Regions from separate parts of the Mus musculus genome. Here region 1 is linked to region 2. Evidence: chromatin contacts called from public Hi-C data. All regions are on one chromosome and are shown on one strand. The core of a region is the stretch at or near the end of the contact, and the rest is flanking DNA. Distances in the headings are between cores, read along the strand shown. Region 1 overlaps Prkcb (protein kinase C, beta). Region 2 holds the start of Chp2 (calcineurin-like EF hand protein 2).

The links. A called contact is a pair of places that touch in the nucleus more often than the background predicts.
Region 1: a Hi-C map of bone marrow-derived macrophages shows a contact between it and region 2, with 32 read pairs. The contact joins the enhancer-like site here to the promoter of Chp2 in region 2. A contact is called at or near these places in 7 of 39 promoter capture datasets (the C10 cell line, the HPC-7 cell line, cranial neural crest and 4 more), 3 of 484 Hi-C or Micro-C datasets (bone marrow-derived macrophages, centroblasts and regulatory T cells), 6 of 115 datasets of contacts at active chromatin or transcription factors (bone marrow-derived dendritic cells, embryonic basal ganglia, embryonic forebrain and 3 more) and 3 of 9 other capture datasets (adipose tissue, liver and pancreatic islet).

Annotation. Positions count from the first base shown.
Region 1 is chr7:122,467,998-122,473,973 of GRCm38.p6, forward strand. All of the region lies in intron 5 of Prkcb (protein kinase C, beta), which reads left to right. Among named protein-coding and RNA genes, the nearest start is that of Gm51497, 170 kb to the left of the region's middle. Within about 2 kb of position 2,579, at least 13 of the 459 cell types and tissues checked have an H3K27ac peak or open chromatin away from gene starts, as enhancers often do. A contact at or near this core is called in bone marrow-derived macrophages and microglia, where this site is marked.
Region 2 is chr7:122,216,948-122,222,790 of GRCm38.p6, forward strand. It overlaps Chp2 (calcineurin-like EF hand protein 2), which reads left to right and starts at 2,549. Exons shown (of 7, transcript NM_027363.1): 1 at 2,549-2,831; 2 at 3,530-3,602; 3 at 3,712-3,792; 4 at 3,903-4,033; 5 at 4,155-4,216; 6 at 4,885-5,007; 7 at 5,175-5,592. The coding sequence starts at 2,765. The coding sequence ends at 5,228. It overlaps Gm51496 (a long non-coding RNA gene), which reads right to left and starts at 4,890. Exons shown (of 2, transcript XR_003946871.1): 1 at 4,804-4,890; 2 at 772-1,126.

The DNA.
Region 1 (5,976 bases), core at 1,329-3,828, 250 kb after region 2:
GAAATGAGCCCGGCAGGGTGGAGTGTCGTTGGCTGGCATAAAGAAGCTGGGTCATGTGGTCTTCCCACCTCTGCAGTAGTATAGAGCGGTCTGCACACGGCACAGGCCAGGGCCAGCCCATGCTTCCTTTCTAGCCCGGAAGTTGTAGGTGGATGTGTTGGTTGTTGAAAATCTCGAGGAATTGGAGAAAGCTGAGCTGCTCAATCCTTGTCCTGGTCCTCCCAGAGCTTTAGGGGAAGAGCCAAGGTCAGGCAATGGCCCGAGGCCCCCAACCCTAAGAGGGAAGACAGCACAAGCACTGTTCTAACTGCCCGAGGAGCTTCACTAAGGAAAGCACCACCCGACTCTGACTTGTTACCATCTCTGGAGGAGTCCCTAGCAATGTTCATTAAAATGCACCTATGTGTGGTGGCTCTCGAATTCCCTGTTTGGGAATCTGTCCAACTAAAATAAACACTGTCACACAGAGGAACAGGTACCAAATGAGCGTGTTTACCGACTGTGGTGGAAAGAGTAATAAGCTTGAACAGAACATATCCGTCTTTTGGGATGTTAGGCAGTTGCTGAAATGTCGGCTTTGAATAGGCTAGTCCTTTTCTGAACAGGAATTGTTATCCAGTTGTGCTCAGTTTATACAATTCATTAAGTCATGTAATTATATGCCATATACTTTCAAATTATGTTGTGTTTCTTTCTACTTATACGACTTAAGAAATACAAATTCTAAATAATTAAACAACACCAACCCAGCTACAGCTATTGATCTGTTGTAGAAGTTGGCAAATTATGACTTGGGGCCAAATCTAGCCTGTTTCTATAATGAGATGTTATTATACCACACTCATATTTATTTGCATGGTGTCTCTGGCTGCTTTTCTCTTTTTCAATCAAATGGCAGAGTTCATATGGTCTGTGTAGCCTGGACTATTTGCTCCTTGGCTGCCTCTGAAAAGAACCCCTGGACCTAGAGGTACATCCATAGCCATTATGTAAGAAGGTTAGGTTTCATAAAAGTATCTGCTATGAATTCCCATCGACTAAATAAGCAACTGCAGCCGATACTCCCTGTGTACAAGGTGTGTTTGTGTGTTTCATAAGTGTGGGACTAAAGGGGAGGAAGCACATGAGCTGGGCTGCAGATACTGGGGTCACAGGGGATCAGGAGTGGAGGCCTTGCTGGAGGTGGGGAGAGCATCGTCTCTTCTTCTCTTTGTTCCTCTGGTTGCAGTAGATACATTTTACATTTTTGTGTCCTGGGGCTTGAATCTAGGGCCTTGTGATGCCAGACCAATGCTGGGTACCTGAGCCTTCCTTTGAGAACTTAATTTTGAGATAGAGGCTAAAGTTATCCAGGATGAGTTTGAACTCATGATCCCCCTGCCTCATCTCCTGAAGAACTGGGATTATATCACATTTGTGTGTGTGTGTGTGTGTGTGTGTGTGTGTGTGTGTGTGTTGTATGTGTATATATAAGTATTGTAAATGTATGTACATGTGTGTATGTGTGTAATGTATGTGTATGTAAATGATGTATCTGTACATCTGTACACGTGAATACATGTGAGCATTTATGTGTATGCATATGTGTATATTGTGGCATGCATGTGTAAATGATGTATGTGTACATGTGTATGTGTGCAAGTGTGTGGATATATATGTATATATAGATGTGTGGTAAATATATATATATATATATATGAGTGTGTGTGTGTATATAGATATACATATATATGTGTTATGTGTGTGTATATTGTATAGTGTGCATGTGTGTGCACATGTGTATGCATCCATGAACAAGCACAGTGACAAGATGAGGACATTATCACTCTTGGTCTGATTTGTTACTAAATTTGGAGCTGGGCTGGCAGCCAGCAAGCCCCAGCAATTCTCCTGACTCTATCACCCTGTACGACTGCAGTTACAGGTGTGTACACCTGACGTTTTACATGGGTGCTGGGGATTTGAACCTAGGTACTTAGGGTTGTAGAGAAGGCATCCTCACCCAGAGAAGCCGTCTCCCCACTGTGTAGCCGTCCTGAAACGCACTTTGTAGACAGCCTGGCCTTGAATTCAAGAGAGATCCTTCTGCCTCAGCTCCCAAGTGCCGGGATTAATGGTGTGCACCACGATTACCCCTTCTTACTTTTATACCTTTTGAGAAAAAAAACCAAACAAACAGTAAAATGGAAAAATGTTTAAATAGGACAAAAGCTTTTAATAAAATGGCTCCCCAAAGAGTAGCAATCAAAACTGAGTGGACATACTCAGGGACTGTACATTGGTGGCTTTGAGCAGGATGCTGGGTGGGCATGGGCCTGGCAGAACCAGGCTTATGCCCTGCCTGGGAACTTCAAGTTTCTATTGCCTCTCCCTGTCTCTCTATCTCAGGAGCTGGGTCTGTTCTTTGGATTTTAGGCACACTGGTGGCCGGCCTTCTTCCGGCAGCTCCATCACCACCAAGCTCCACCCAATCCCACCTCTAGTCCAGATTCTTTTACTTAAAGAAACCCCTGCCGCGACAGTACCTTCCATTCTCAATCCTGTGGTCTGACTTCCTAATGCCTCAGAGTTCCGTTTTTTTGTTTCAGAAACCACTGGACACCCCAGCTGCTCTGTAGACCAGCTGCAACATCAGGGAACTGGTTAGACCTTCAGAAATCTCAGGCTCAACTCCAAGCCTGCAAGTCGATATCTACATTTTAACAAAATCCCTGTGCACATTTCTGCACTCAGAAATCCCAGTCACCCTGCGGCTGGTTAAGAACCCCAAGAGAAGCAGAAAGAGTTTGCCTCATTGGCCACTAGGGGGCAGGCGGCACCCGTGCTCTGCTCCCATGTGGGTTGGGCACAGGGGCCCATGTCTTGTATGGAGGATGCCTACCAGTTCCTCCACCCTCACAGCATCTCAGGTGTTGTGAAGATTTGAGATCAGAGCCCCTTGAGCCAGGACCCCCTCTTGCTCTGTTCTGAATCTTCTGTGTCTTGGCTTGAGACTCCTCATGCAGGATGAGCTCTCGGCTTGAGTTGGTACCAGATCACCAGGGCCTTCTACCCTTAGCCCGCGTCTCTACCTCCCGCAGGGAACTCGCATCTGTCCAAAAGAGCTGGCCAGGCTCCTGCTTCTGGCTGGCTTTTCTCATGGATGGGTTGCTGAAGCATTGTGGTTTCGAGTCTGGGCTTTAGGGGCAGGCTTCGGTTTGAAAGCTAGATCTCTCACGAGCAAATATTTGCCGGGTGCCTCCTGTGTTCCTCCCCTGCTCTCCTGCAAAAGACTGCAGGCACATTCACGACGCCTTCATTTTTCTCAATGATGAGAGATGAACACAAAATAAACAAGACATGTCCCTAAGACAGCCTGTGAGGAAGTAAAGGAGTGTGATCCGTGGCCTGCCTGTCACTAGCGGAGATGGTGGCATTTGTCTGAGACTACAGTGGCAAGCTTGGAAGAGAGCTTGTTGCAGTTTCCAGAAAAGAACATGACAGGCAGGGGGAACAACAGAGGCAGAGGCCAGGAGAAGAATTGTTACAGAAACTGTTTGGAGTGGGTGTGGCTAAGCCTAGTGATGCAGTGCCCAGCTTTGCCCGGTGCTGTGGTGTGGCTGGGGTGGGATCCTGGACTATTAAAGAGATAGGAAGAGAGCACTGCAGTGGAGACAGTCCAGGAAGCTCTCTGCAGGAGGCAGGATGGGAGTGGGCTAGAGGGCTGGGGGGAGCCATGGCTAATGCTTGCTGCATGCTCGTCTACCATGACAGTTCTGCCAGGCTGCCTTAGGAACTGTGGGGACGAAGGGGTGGTTCCAACTTTAGAATGGCCTTAGGTCTGGGTGGGTTCACTCTGTCTCCTCCAGCATTTGCTGACGACAACGCCAGGTCGCTCGGTGTTGGTGTTGGTCATGCACTTTTCCCATGTATGGTAACCTTTTGAGGTAGTTATTAACATCCACTCCATTTTAGAGACGAGGAAAACAGGGAGAGGGAGGAGAGGGAGAGCCAATGTTTGCAGGACTGTAAGGTAGAAAGGGTTCCTCATCTTCACATCAGCCCGTCCTTCTGCAAAATGATGTCTTCTATGGGTCGAGTCCTGGCCAGGAGGCTGGGTAAATCCCTGGACTGAGAAATAGTTAGGTGGAGGATGCCTTTTCTCACGGAACCTGGAACATTCCAGCAAGTTCTCAGGATCTGCCCCACCCACTCACCATGGGTTAGAGCTCTACTGTTCCAGGTTTCACTCGGGGGCCCGGGATCTGGACTCAAGCTTGCATGGTAAGCACTCCCACACCGACCCATCTCCTTGGGCCCTTCCTGACTGACTCTTCTGTTAACTAAATCTTCTGTCCAGTGACCTTTTAATTCCCTCTTCAGCCTGGCTGATCTGATTGTGCTCCCCTGAGCCAGAAGTCCAGGTCCCTGGGGGCCCAGCAGAGAAAGGCTGAGGTGGAGCCACACCCTGAGGAAATGGTAGTGCTTGCTTGTTTCTGCACCGATCTTTTTGGCATAGTTGGAGAGCTTACAACCTTGCAGCCAAGTCTTTGAGAAAGTGAGACACTAGGCGACTGTTCCTGGCTGCAGTGCTCTCTCTGCCTGACCTGAGAGCTGAGATCTAGGGAGCAGAGACATTCAAAGAGACAGTCTACGCCGATTGCTTCAAACACCGACCTGGTGGTGCATTTGGCCACCATTTCCTGGCCCTTACTAAATATCAGGTGCTTTAAGGAGACCGTCTCACCGAATCCCCACCTCACCTCACATCTCTGAGGATGACCACTCAGTTGTCAGGCACAATGATTGTGGTGTGGCGAGTTCAGCCCCTCGTTCAGAGTCACGAAGCTGTCAAGTGGCCCATCTAGCATACAAGACCCAGGAGTCAGACATGACTCCAGGACTTGAGTCCTCAGCCACTCCCCTGCCCACTTCCCTGGGTGCTCTCAGACATCTTAGCCTTCGAGAACTGAGAACATCAAGAGAGAGAAGGAGGGAGGAAGGGAGAGGGAGAAGAAGAGGAGAAGTGGGAGGAGGAGGAGGAAGAGAGAAGAGGAAGGAGAGAGAGACAGAGACACACAGAGACATAGAGACAGAGATATACACACAGAGACATAGAGAGAGACACACAGAGAGACATAGAAACAGAGAGAGACAGAAAGATACACAGAGAGACAGAGAGAACACTAGCAGGGACTTGTCCCAGCTTCACAATAGTATCCAGAGAAAAAGGTTTTTATGTTAAAATTAAGTGATGCTCACAGGAGACAGTATATCCTGGGAAACACCTTACCACCTTGGGTGATGAACCTTGGAAGACCCTGGGACAGTTCAGAGCCAAGAGCCACTCTGAGTCAATGGAACGGGGTGGAGGTGGGGATACAGTAGAAGTTGAATGTACTGAGGGTAGGGTAGTCTGGAGGAGGGTATTGGAGAAAAAACTATAGCCAAAGTCAACCAGTGAAACCCAGGAACCCAGAAAACCAAGGAACCCAGGAAAGCAAGTGGCTAAGTAGACATTCAGGATACTTTCCTGAAGTGTTTGCTAGCTCCGTTCCTTAGCCTATCCAGGACAGCGTATAGTGACTTGGGATCTCCTACTTCCCACATGAGGCATCTCAGTTCCTTCAGCTTAGTCCGTCCCTAGCCTACAACTTCAAACACTCCTGAGCAGCCAAGTGTCCTTGCCCACATACTGAGCCAGCGCTCTTTCCAGAGAACACTCTAGCTACCAAACATGAAGCCCAGATCAAAAGAAAGCAGTTCAGATTTTACCTAGGACAGAGAGATGACCACCTTCCACATTCTAGATCAGCTTTTACAGACTGAAGCCCACTGTGTAAAACTAGCTCTTATAAATCACAACACACACACACACACACACACACACACACACACACACATGGGTATGAGTCTATAGGATGGTTTTTGTGGAAGGAAATAGGTGAGGTCAGAGAAATAGGGTTAAGATTGGCTGGAGTGAATCATTTCAGTGAG
Region 2 (5,843 bases), core at 1,299-3,798:
GATAGTGTTCTCTTGCCTCAGCTTTTCATGTGCCAGGACTACAGGTATGCACCGCTTCACATTAGCTGATTGATCTATCTTTGTGGCAGGTTCTCACTGTGTATGCATGGTTGGCTTAGAACTGGAAGTATAAAACAGGCTGGCTTTGAACTCACAGAGATCTACCTGTCTTTGCCTCTGTCTGCTAGAATTAAAGGCACGGGATACCATATGCCACCTAAATTTTAGTCTTTATTCTTTTTAATGTTTTTACATGTGGGTGTTTTGCCTGCATGTATGTCTGTGTACCACAAGCATGCCTGGATCCCCCAAGGCCAGAAGAAGGCATTGGGTCCCCGATGCCTAAAGCTACAAACAGCTGTGAACTATCATTTGGGTGCTGGGAACTGAACATGGGTCCTCTGAAAGAGCAGGTGTTCTATACTGCTGAGTCATCTCTTCAGCCCTAAGCTTTTTTTCCTTTATTAATGACTGTGGTGTTCCCATATAGCTATAGGAAATAGGGCAGCGTGCTTTTCAGCAGTTCACAATACACGACAGTGTGAAGTCTAGCAAGGACTCACAGTGCACATAGCAAAGCCCCAGGTGCAGGGACAGGCCTTGCTACTGTCTTTAGTATTTTTTTTTAAATATAATCTTAATTAGAATTGATGTCCATTGAAACTTGTGCTGATTTTGAACAGTGTACTATATGATGACTAACAAGTTGTTATTTTAGAAAATTCGAGACGACAAAAAAGGAAGCGGAAGAAAGAAGTGCTGGGGCAATCATTTGTGATAAAGAAATACTGTAGAATTATTTGTTTGTTCTCTGCAGTATTTTATAGATGCAACAAGGGTCCAGTTAGTCATTATCTATGTTTCTCACACTAGAGATCAAGTAATAAGTAAGATGCTTTGAAACATTCAATGTATGCAATACTGTTACTGTTGAAATCTGTCAAGCGTGCAAAGAAGTAAAAAACCGACTCTGTTGTTCTGTCGGTACCGTTGTTCTGTTGGTTCGGCTGTTCTGTTGGTAGCGCTGTTCTGTTGGTACTGTTGCATGAGACGCTGCCTTTTGCATTTGTTTGCCTCTCACTGCGTGTGACATCCTGCATCCAGCTTGCCTCACACTCTTCTTTCACTAATCACAGAAATGGAGGAGGAGGCTTCATTATTAATATCATCCTAATAGATAATAAACGGACCCAAGGTAGAAGGGTTAAAGGGCACCCCTGCCTGTGTTCATGTGGGACAATGTTAGCAGGGGGCTGTCTAGGTATCAGCACAGTGCCCCATCCTACGCCTGAGGGTACCCTACCACGGATGTTGTTGTTCAAAACAAACATCGAGGAGAATCAATCTGGAATTCGGCCTCGATTCTTCTAAAAATACTTTATTGAATGTCACTAAATTCCTGTCCACAGTTCAGGTTGTGTTCAGTTTGCTCTTATAGGGCCCCTAAAATTGCAAATTCTCCGAGTTGAGTTCTAGCATACTGGTTCTGGGTGTTACATGGACTATATGATCTAGATAGACATCGGTTCTTCATGACCTGCCCGTGCTTCTCCATTTCTGTCTCAGCACATCCTCTTCAGATGCTTATGTTCTGATAGAATGCTGTGTGAATGTGCCAACTGTGAGGTGACTGTTTAGGATTTTAAGCCAGGTCACAGACTTCAGCTTGTTGGTGTTGGGAACTGGTGAGAAGCCTAAGAGGTTACACACCTGTTGTCACATTGGGAGAGTGAACATGGGTTGTTTGGGCACTGTGGCAAATAGCCTCTCGTTCAAGATATCAAAATGTCTAGGAATTTCCCCAGCCCACTGCAATGTGTCAAACCCTGTGGAAAATAGCCTCTTGTTCGAGATATCAAAATGTCTAGGAATTTCCCCAGCCCACTGCAATGTGTCAAACCCAGGGCCTTGGGCTTGTATGGCAGGTGATGCCATCCCACTCAGTCGCAAAGTTAGCCCCAGAATTTCTGATTTCTCAGAGAATCCATGAGTCTGGATTTTGGATAAATCTTAACACATTTGTTTGTTTTGAGAAACAAGGAAGCCTAGGTTGGCTTAGGACACATGTAGCTCAGAGTAGCCACCCACTCATGGCTAATTTCCTGCGTCAACCTCCTCAGTGCTGGTGTCCGGAGGCTTCGTGAATCTTAAGAATTAGTTCAGCCACAGGATAATCCCACATAGACAAAACATCGTGGCCTTATGTAGAATAAGGAGAGCGTAATTGGGATTCCCGTCTATGCTGTACCACTTAGTGGAGCCCGGACTTCCCCATCCCCATCCCTCCTGCCCAGGGAGCCGTCCCTGCTCCCTGCCCCCTGCCCCCTCTTCTGCTCCCCAGAAGAAAATCTTCATCCTGCCCAGTAGGATTTAAACTGAGTGAGCAGCACTGGCTGAGCGGATCTGGGAGGTCCTGTGGAGGAGGTGGGTTTGTGTCTAGGGAGTGTTGGGAGAAAACTGGCTCACACAGGCGTGAGGAAGGCGGGGCCCTGGCATCGCTGCCCAGCCTCTGGCGACCTCAATCTCCAGGCTGAAACGACCAGTTGTTTTCAGCCTTCCCCTCTGACCTGCTACTCCGGGCATTGTTTTCTGTTCTCCCAGAGTTGTAGGTGGCAGGCGAAAAACGCCTAGATTCTGGCTGCTCTCCAGGACCGTGACCTTCGGCTCTGGGGCCACTGGGCAGCCGCGCCTTTTGGACGGGAGGAGAGAGGAAGCAGAGGACTCCTGGTTCCCCTGGCTGCTCGTCTCCTCCTGTGGCTCTGCCATGGGCTCACGAAGCTCTCATATCGCGCTCATTCCAGACGTGGAGCACATTCGCAGAGAGACAGGCTGTGAGTATGGGTGCTGGTAGTGGTGGTGGTCAGCGCAGCCCAGTAGTTCGTGGGCGGGCACAGGAGGAGGTTTAGTGTAGTGTAGTGTTTTGTGTGTGTGTGTGTGTGTGTGTGTGTGTGTGTCACTAGAATGTAGCTTGAGTATTCCAGATCGCAGAGACTTAGAGGGTTTGGAATCTGAGTCTGGGAATTTGCGCCTCTGGAGCTGGGAAACCGAGACCCAGTGTCCGGGTTCGCAAGGTACCTGAGAGCCAAGTTTGAGGCAGTCCGGGTTGATGGACCAGATTCACTCAGGTGTCTTTGAGCTCGGCTGGAGGCTGAAGGCTGAGCTGAGGACAGATGCAGGGGGAGCTATATCCTGGGCTCTGGGAACTTCCTGGGTTCTCCAACCTAGTGTTTTCTGGAGCCAAGCTTTCTCCAGCAGAGTCGACTCCACACACCTGGTCTTGCAAAGGGTAACTCTCTCCCTTTATCCTCGCCCGTGAGCTTCTTCCTTGTGGTTGAAGCTGCGCTGAGGGTGGAGAGATAGAAGACCCTTTTATGTTGGGGGGGGGGGGCGTTAAAGATGAGAATAAGCCCTCTTGTTCCTCGCCCACGCCCCCTGGCCGGGGTTTCTACAGCGCACCCCAAGTCACAAGGGGCCTGGCAATAAAGACCTGTGAGTCCTCTGCGGACTCATCCCCACCTCCTCTCCGCAGTCTCGCAAGCCAGCCTGCTCCGCCTCTACCACCGGTTCCAAGCCCTGGACAGGGATGAAAAGGGCTTCCTAAGGTGAGCAGAACAGATCTTAAGATCTTTTGCCTCTGTTTTTTCTGGCCCCATCCCCTCACTGACACCTCCATCTGCCTCCTTTTTTGCCTTCCTTGCTTTGTCTTCACAGCCGCCTAGACCTCCAGCAGATCGGAGCACTGGCTGTGAATCCACTGGGTGACCGCATTATAGACAGCTTCTTCCCCAACGGGTGAAGTCTCTACTGGCTGACCGGAGGGGAAATGGACGTGGGTGGGAGGTGAGGCTTCAGATGGTGGCAGCTTGGGTGACCATTGACCTTCTCCATCCCTGTCCCTCTAGAAGTCAGAGACTGTATTTCGCAGGCTTTGCCAGGGTCCTGGCTTATTTTCGACCTATAGATGAAGAAGATGCCACACTCCGAGACCCCAAGCAACCTGAACCCCTAAACAGCAGAATGAACAAACTGCGCTGTGAGTGTGTGCGCCCCCCCTCGTCCCCCCCCCCCGTCCCCCCCCCCCCCCCCCCCGTGAGCCTGGTGAGGACTTATTGTCAGCTCAGGAGCCTCACTTCCTTTTCCCTCTCCTTTCCCAGTTGCATTTCAGCTCTATGATCTGGATCGGGATGGGAAGATCTCCAGGAATGAAATGCTACAGGTCAGAAGACCATGGCTGCATCAGATGTGATGTGGGCAGGGCAGGATGGTTAAATGGAGGTGTGTGTGTGTGTGTGTGTGTGTGTGTGTGTGTGTGTGTGTGTGTATGATGACTGGGGTTGCAAATGATTGTGTGTTAGGTAAGACCTGAGATGGGCTGGGGTTGGGTTAGTTAGGACAAGGGGTGGGGAGGAAATAGGTAAGAGACTGGGAATAGAGCTCAGATTCCCAACTTGGGAGTAATGCCGCCTCTTGCCAGTATCTGAGATACTTAGTTGTCATTACCGGGAAGAGATCACCCAATCGATTTTTACCAGGAATGGGCCAGCAATACTGCTATACACACCCAAACACCTAGGACAGCCTTCCACATCAAGGACTTATCTAGGTCCAAATGTCATTAGTGCCAAGACTCTGGGATAGATGATAAAGTTAGGGTGGAGAGTAAGGTGTTGTAGAGTGGAGGATGGGTGTCGATTGGGCTATACAACTAGACAGTGACACAGTGCCAGGCATTTACTACAGGCTGTAGGGGAAATTGAGTTTGATGGTGAAAAGTGCGTGAGAAAAAAATTGGTTATAACTTACGGGATGAGGTGGGCAAGGCTGGGGCTGGAGGAGCAGCCTCTGTGGCTCTTCTCTCTGACTGCCTCTTCTCTCCCCTCCCAGGTTCTCCGCCTCATGGTTGGGGTCCAGGTGACGGATGAGCAGCTGGAGAGCATCACAGACCGTACAGTGCAGGAAGCTGATGAGGACGGGGATGGGGCTGTGTCCTTCCTGGAGTTCACCAAGGTTAGGAGGGGTTGAGATCAGGAGTGCCTGGGACAGAAGGGTAGGGAAATACAATTAACTGGAGGATGGGAGAGACCGGGGAGAGGTGCATTCTGGGAGATGCTAGGACTCCAGGGGAGGGGTTGAGATTCAAGCCTCTTGTCTTGACCTCGCCCATCTCTCCCCAGTCCTTAGAGAAGATGAACATCGAACAAAAAATGAGCATCCGGATCCTGAAGTGACCCCTGTGTCTGACTCACGTAGACGTCTGTGGGCTTGGGATTTACCTACCTGGGTCCCCTGGAGGCAGGATCCCACAAGCCATATTCTACTTTGAAACTTTGCTTAGGGCTAGGAAAGGAAGTTGGAAGAATGTGTGCTGAAGTCTCATTTGCTCTCAGATTTGTGAATCACTCAGTGATTTGGTTGCAAGTGGCTGAAAGGCCAACCCAAAGTGACCTGATTAAAAAAAAAAAACGTGAGAAGAGTGACACACGCCTGTGACTAGACAGCCTGGAAGTAGTTGCCTTTAGGGACAGCTGGATCCAAGGACAAGCATGGTGTCACCAGAATTGAGTTTTGTCACCTGGGGTTCTCAGCTTGGCTGCCTCCTTGCATTGGGATCATTTTTTGGGGGTACAAAGGGCCGACAGCTATCCAGATTAACATCTGCTTAGCACACTAACCCAGAGGAAGAGTTGTCTTACTCCAGAAATGCCAACCAAGCAGCATCATTGACCCAGCTGGGTCTTTTCTCTATCTCCAGGGGAATGGAACATCCAAAAAAGCTATGCCTGTGTCATATAATAATTCCAAAACCTTGAAATAATGCCTGAAGTCTTAGCATAGAGTGAGAG